Linked DNA regions of Sus scrofa: region 1 is linked to region 2. A link is a contact called in public HiChIP or PLAC-seq data. All regions are on one chromosome and are shown on one strand. The core of a region is the stretch at or near the end of the contact, and the rest is flanking DNA. Distances in the headings are between cores, read along the strand shown. Region 1 holds the start of IMPDH1 (inosine-5'-monophosphate dehydrogenase 1). Region 2 holds the start of HILPDA (hypoxia inducible lipid droplet associated).

What was found. HiChIP or PLAC-seq counts read pairs in DNA pulled down with a chosen protein or histone mark.
Region 1: a contact with region 2 is called in an H3K27ac HiChIP or PLAC-seq map of skeletal muscle. The contact joins the promoter of IMPDH1 here to the promoter of HILPDA in region 2. A contact is called at or near these places in 23 of 47 Hi-C or Micro-C datasets (alveolar macrophages, blood, brain and 12 more) and 2 of 2 datasets of contacts at active chromatin or transcription factors (alveolar macrophages and skeletal muscle).

What each region holds. Positions count from the first base shown.
Region 1 is chr18:19,978,671-19,982,113 of Sscrofa11.1, reverse strand. It overlaps IMPDH1 (inosine-5'-monophosphate dehydrogenase 1), which reads right to left and starts at 2,131. Exons shown (of 15, transcript XM_021078709.1): 1 at 1,900-2,131. The coding sequence starts at 2,069.
Region 2 is chr18:19,945,688-19,948,938 of Sscrofa11.1, reverse strand. HILPDA (hypoxia inducible lipid droplet associated) reads left to right here and starts at 1,859. Exons shown (of 2, transcript NM_001348757.1): 1 at 1,859-1,991; 2 at 3,071-3,251. The coding sequence starts at 3,139.

The DNA of each region.
Region 1 (3,443 bases), core at 882-3,381, 33 kb before region 2:
GGGAGGAGCCTGCCAGGCTGAGTTGAGGGGAGGTCCCCTTCCGGTGGCAAAAGTCCTCACAGCTCCATTTGGCCTCTCCTGCCGCGCCACATCCCCTCCTGCTTTGACCTGGGTCAGGGCTCCTCGTTACTCTAAGCTGCGGGGCTCAGCCCCGGGTTAGGCTGCCCTTTTCCAGAGGCTGTTAATCCCTCACCCCCACCCTCGGCTCTCCTCCTCCCCTGATCTTCCCCAGCTGCTTCCTCCACGGGGAGGAGACACCAGGCAACCAGTAGGCCTCTGCAGCTTGCAGCTTGAGGAAGGACTGTTGGTCCCCTGAGGCTCCCCACCTGAGGGCTGCAGAGTGGAGAGACAGCCCGAGGCTCTTCAAGCCCCGTCCTGTGGACAGTGGGGGAATAGTGACCAGCTGGGCACCAAGGTCCAGGCAGGGAGCCCAGAGGTCTCTTTCTAGTCTGGGGCTACTTGAAGGGACAAGATTTCAAAACACTTCCAAGGGGAAAAGTTTGGGGGTGGGGGTGGTAATACCATGGACATTGCTGAGCTGGGACAGACGACACAGCTTGCTCAAGTGGAAGCCAGAGAGCAGCAACTCGGGCCTCAAATCCAGACCTCTCATGGAACCCTGTCTTCTCCCCACTGCTCTAAGCTAGTGGCAGCAGATGGAGGTCTGGCCAGCAGGTGTTGAATCTCATTACACCACCTGGCTGGGTCTCAGGTTTATACACAGGCCCTTCGGAGCCCGGTGGGTTATAGGGATAGCCCCTCAGTGCAAAAGTACAATCTGGGATGCTCCTGCATGGCCCTGGTCGGAGCGCTGAAATAACTTTTTCAGTACCTGCTCCAACTAAGACACTGCCTTCCTCAGGCCTCCATATGCCCCAGCACACTCCCTCACCTCCTGTGGCTTTTCTCTATTGCCCTGGACCCTGAGCCCCGGTAGCTGGATTCCCAAGATGGGAAGAAGGATAGAGTCATCTGAACCTGAATCAATTCCTGAGAGCCACCCTGCAGGGGCAGGAGGGGCCAGGCTTCACCCAGAAGCCCCTTAAGCCCTTAAAAGTTCTTACATAAGCAGCCAACCCCTGGGCAGAGCTGCAGGGCTAATTCCCCCAGCTCCCACCCCCTACCCTAACCCAGCTTCCAGGTCACTTCCCCAAGCTGCTGAGCACCAACAGATGGGAGAGAGAAAGAAGTCCAAATCCTCTGGACCGGAAGGACAGTGGGATTGCATTTCAAGCTGCGATACAATCCAGAGATTAGCCACTGGCTCCTTTTCAGCCAGTCCCCCAGGGCCCAGCTCAACACCCCCACGCTCCTCCAGTGACCCTTATAGACCCCAGCAGGGTAAGGGCAGAAGGGAGTTCTGAATCTCAGGCGAGACCCTGGGATGAGTTGCCCTGGCAGCCTCATCAGACCTCAGTGAGTGGTGAGGAGGGGATGCTGTCCTCACCCTGCCCTGAGGAGGCCATCCATCTGGACAACTAGACCTGCCAGGAAGACTCTCCAGGTAGTTCTAGGAGGAAACAGCTAAGGAGGAGTAAGCAAAGTTGGACAAGGACTCCAACAGGCACAATTTGAACCCCAGGAGTGGGAGCCACTTGGACCTGGTGCAACTGGTGTGCGGTCGAGGGCAGATCCAGGGCTAAGACTAGGGATCGTTTTTTTTCCTGATCCGCTCCCTCGTGCAGCGCAGCCCCGAACCCTTTGCAGTGCCCGCCTGCATCCCCCAACCAAAGCCAGGTGCGCGGCGTCTGAGCCCGGTTTCAGGAAGTTAGAGGTTGAAGTAGTAAAGACGGCATGGGTGGTGGGACCGGCCCTTCCCCTCCCCCTCAACGCTGCCGGGTTCCCGGAGCCGCCGCGCCCGCCCCGGATGCGCCCCGCGCGCTCAGCCCTGGGCGTCACCTCTCGGGCTCGTAGCCGGCCTGCAGCAGGCGGGCGCTGTACCGCTGAGCCGCCGTCTCGTGTCCCGGGTGCTGCCGGGCTCCGCACTCCGGAACATCGGCGGCTCCGCCTCCCTGCAGCGGCGGCGGGAGCTGCCCGGACCCCGCTGGCGGAGCGCGCGGCTCCTCCATGCGGAGACCGCGGCTCTGGGCGGGCGGGAGCCTCTCCGCTCAGAGGCTCCCCGGCCGGGGCTAAGGAGTAAGCGCAACCTAGTCGGGTCCAGGGGAGGGGCGGAGTCGACGGGGCGGGGCCTGCGCGCCAGGGGCGGGGCTCCAGTGCCGTAGGCGGGGCAGCTCGAGGGCGGGAGTCCAATGCGCTTTCCGCGCTGGCTTAGGGCTCTCACCCGCCCCTCTACGCTCCTGTCGAATTCAGCCGGTCTCTCCCATGCCTGCTTGAGACTGGATACCGGGAGATGGAAGCGGAACTGCAGAGGATCCCATGAAGTCTCTCCCGGCCCCTTCTAAGGAAAACCAGAAGAGAAAAGAGCACAGAGTGTCATCAGAGGCCGGGGTTTTCTTTGCGTCTCGTGTGGGTTTCTCTGCCACTTAAGAACGAAGGCATGGTCCTTTGAAGTGCCTCCTACTGGTCAGCCGCAGACCTACCTCGCCAGGGCAAGAATTTTTCCCTTTGCCTTCTGCCCCCTTTGCCTGTTCAAGAGACTCCCTTAGGCGGGAGGAAAACAGATCTTCTTCAGCCATTACCTTCCACTACCTGAGGAAGAACACACAAGACTGCAAGCCCTTAAAGAAAAGAGCCTTGTCTTTCTTCGCATGGGGTACCCCATAGCCAGGGGGTGGGGCTGAGCACCCAGGGCTCAAATTTGTTCCTCTACTAACTAGAAAGCATACCTTTTCCTCTTTCATAATTGTTATTATCGTTGGAAACAATGATTGAACACCTAGCAAAGCTGGCAGAGAGTCCTTGCCCTCAGGCAATTTCTTTAAGGAAATGGAATAGGTAGAAAACAAACAGTTGACAATTTTTATTTGTTTAACAAAAATCTGACAATCTGAGGGAGCACATGGTAAACACTGAATGACTGTGGGCTAAGGTGCATTTTAAGGAGGCAGAGTTAAGGGTCAGACTTTTCAGCAACTATTTCACAAAGGAAATTGAATTTACTCAATGGTAAGGTCTTGGATTTTATCCTGCCTGGTACCTGTTCCTATACATTTACACACCCACTCAGATTCAAGATAAACTGTTTCGGAGTTCCCGTCGTGGCTCAGTGGTTAACAAATCCAACTAGGAACCATGAGGTTGCAGGTTCGATCCCTGGCCTTGCTCAGTGGGTCAAGGATCCAGCGTTGCTGTGAGCTGTGGTGCAGGTCGAAGACTCGACTCAGATCTGGAGTTGCTGTGGCTGTGGCAAAGGCCAGCAGCTGTATCTCCAATTGAACCCCTAGCCTGGGAACCTCCATATGCTGCAGGTGCAGCCCTTAAAAAGAAAAAAAAAAAAAAAAAACAGTTTCTCTGATGCTCAGCCACACGTGAAATCTTGTCAC
Region 2 (3,251 bases), core at 610-3,109:
CCTAGTCAGATTCATTTCTGCTACGCCACGACGGGAACTCCAGGACAAGGATCTTGATATAAGTAGGCCCAGTACCTACCCAGGGAGGACAGTCAATAATATTTGTAGTTGACAGATGGGAAAGCACTGAGCTTTATTCACCCAAACGCTGTTGCCTCCTTATGGAGTGATGTCTAGATAATGGCAGTGAATGTGTGGGACAAGTAATTGTTGGAATTCTCATAGTTCTTCCTTCGAATTATGTGAAAATAAAATTTTAGAGCTTTACAATAAGCAGAGCCCAAAGGATTATTGTGGAATTCCTGTGTCCACTCACTGAACATAGGCTACTATGACCAAAGCCCATCATTGGGAATTTTGCAGTGGATGATACAGATAATGTTAACACTTAACCAAATGTTTTCGGAGCCAGGCACTATTCTCAGTGCTTTATGTGGATTAACTCCTTTAATTTCCAGGTGACGACTGTCATTATCCCATATAACAGCTGAAGAAACTGAAGTACCTAAAGCTTAAAGGATTCGCCCAAGGCCCCCCACTAGCAAGAGGTTGGAGGACGCCTGGCAGTGTGACATCAGAGCTGGAGCCTGTCCCAGGAACCGTGCGAGAGACGAGTCCCTGAGTCCAGCACAAAAACAGATGAAACTCTAGTGTAATAAAAGACCAAAAATTCCTGCAGGCTGAGTAGAAGCGCTCATTTCAAATTGCCTGCCTGCCAGCACGTCTCCGTCTCCAACTTTCTCCCTTCCCCGCCTTCCCGGCAGCTCCTCCTCTGACAGCGGAGTACCCGCAAAGTAGGTGAAAGGTCGCAGCTGGGATTCGCTCCTCCCTTGTCTCCCAATCCCTTGTCCACAAAGCCGGCCGAGCGAAGGGAGCTCCCGGATTCTTGTTCGTTCAGTCCAGGCATGCAGAACCGACAGTCCTAGAGCTCAGGGGACCCTGCTAGAGTCACCAGCCCCCTCGAGCTTTCGTTCTCTCCGCTCCTCCCCAGGAGGAAGGCAGTGAAACCACCGACCGCCTTCCTTCCACTACGCACCCCCCCCCCCGCCCTCGTTCCCCAGGGGCCTCCCAGATCCCAGCACTCTATTTCCGAGATTCGTCCCTGGGCGCTCTCACGACTGAACATTTCTTTGGTTTGCGGGGGTGGGGATGGGTGAGGCTGGTCTGTGACCCTCTAGCTCTTTGGTTCAATTTCTAAGCACCCTTAAAAATCATCGCCACGTTTTATATGAGGACACCGAGACCCAAAGGGACTCGTCGGCAGGCACTGAGGCCCAGGTACCAGGGCCAAATGAGTATTTCACATTTTCCTAGTGTGATACATTCTCTTAGAAAGCAGGAGTTATGATGTAAGAAGCCCTCACCATTTCAGACAGCAATGGCAAATTAACCTCAGGCTTTGGAATGCAGGGTGAGAAGTGGCATCTGGAATCCTGGTACCTCAAGGAAGTGGAACAAAGTCAGCTTTTCAGTCCCGGGAATGAAGAAAACTGGGAGTAGGGGATGGAGTGGGGGGTCTGAGGCCCTCTTACAATGTGTGCTTTGTTGAAATTGCTGGCGAAGAACCCATCCCCCACCACCCTTGGATTGGGGCATCTCCAGTGTGTTTTCCACCGACTTAATTTGGGGCAGGAAATGCGCCTTCCGATTCCTTTAGAAGCTTCCCACAGCAAGAAAAGGCAGAGGAAGTTAACAGACAACGCCTAGGCCCATTGCTGACCCTAATGACTCAGAAGCCGGCGGCGTCTGTTTCTGAACCAGCGATGGCCGCGAGCGCAGCCCACCGCGCGAGATCCCAGACCGCCCCCGCCTAGGGGCGGGGCCGCGGGCTTGCGTCAGGGCTCCAGTGCGCGTGCGCGGGCTCGGCGCGGCCGCGGCTATAAGTGGTCGGCGTGGGCCTAGCTCCACGCTTAGCCGCGGGCTGCCGTTTTGTTTCCGGAGACGCGTACTGTCTCGCGGTGCTCTTGGCGGACCCTCATCCCTTCCTGGAGGTGAGCGGCCCTACGGGTTTCCACGACTCCCCACCCCCCTGCCCCTGGCGCGCCCCGCCCCACCCGGGTCCCCACTCAGCCGCCCAGTCCTGCTTTCTCCAGGGGTGGCCCTAACTAGAATCCACGTGCCCACCCCATGCTCGCCAGCTTGGAGTTAGGCTCCAGGCCCTGCCTTGCCCTCGCAGAGCACGCCTAGCGTCTTCCTGGCATGGCTCTTGGCGTCTTGTTTGTAGTAAGTGCCTATTTTCTTGTCTGTGGCCTTAGACTGTAAGGCACGCGCGGGGCGGGTTCTGCTACAGGACCTCAGGTGGTTCCGGTACCTTTCAGGGTGCCTGACACACTGAGGGGATTTCAGTGTGTACTTGTTATTTAAGTGAACTCGATAGATTTGACTCCCTTCGAATTATGTTGACTTTCAGGAAGTTTATGGGTTTTTTTGGTTTTGTTTTGTTTTGTGCCTTTTCTAAGGCCGCTCCTGTGGGTCAAATTGGAGCTGTTGCTGCTGGCCTGCACCACAGCCACAGCAACGCCAGATCCCAGCCGCATCTGCAACGTACATCACAGCTCACCGCAACGCCGGATTCTTAACCCACTGAGCGAGGCCAGGGATCGAACCCTCGACCTCATGGTTCCTAGTCGGATTTGTTAAGCACTGAGCCACGTCGGGAACTCCCATAAAGTTTATGATTAGCCGGAACCTGCCTGAGATGTGAGGGAGACTAATTTGCTTTCTCAAGGGCATGTTCTTATATCCCGTCCCGTCCCCCACATCCCCCCAACACAGAGACAGAACTTGGTTTTTTTATTTCAGGAAAGTTTTGGGTCCCTGGACTGTGGCACAGGGATGGTGCATACCTGGCAGAAGGAAAAGTATCCCGGTGCTCTTGAATTAGTCCGGAAAGCTAGAACTAGTTTTTCAGCCATGGAGTTTACAGTGTAAATATACTTGGAGATTCTGCTATGGTCCCTGTCTCCCTGGCTGGCTGAGCTCTTCTTAGCTTCATAGGAAGATGGAAGGGTAGAGCTGGAGGCATGCTTGTCTCCAAAGGATGAAGATTAACTTCGCTCTTTTTCCTCAGGACCCAGAGGCCTTCTAGAAGCAGAAGGCAACTCTGCTGCTCTACAAACGAGTGGGATCCTTTCAGCCATGAAGCAGGTGTTGCAACTCTATCTCTTAGGTGTGGTCCTGACCCTGCTCTCAGTTTTCGTTAGACTGATGGAGACCCTGGGGGGCTTACTGGAGAGCCCATCACCTGGGAG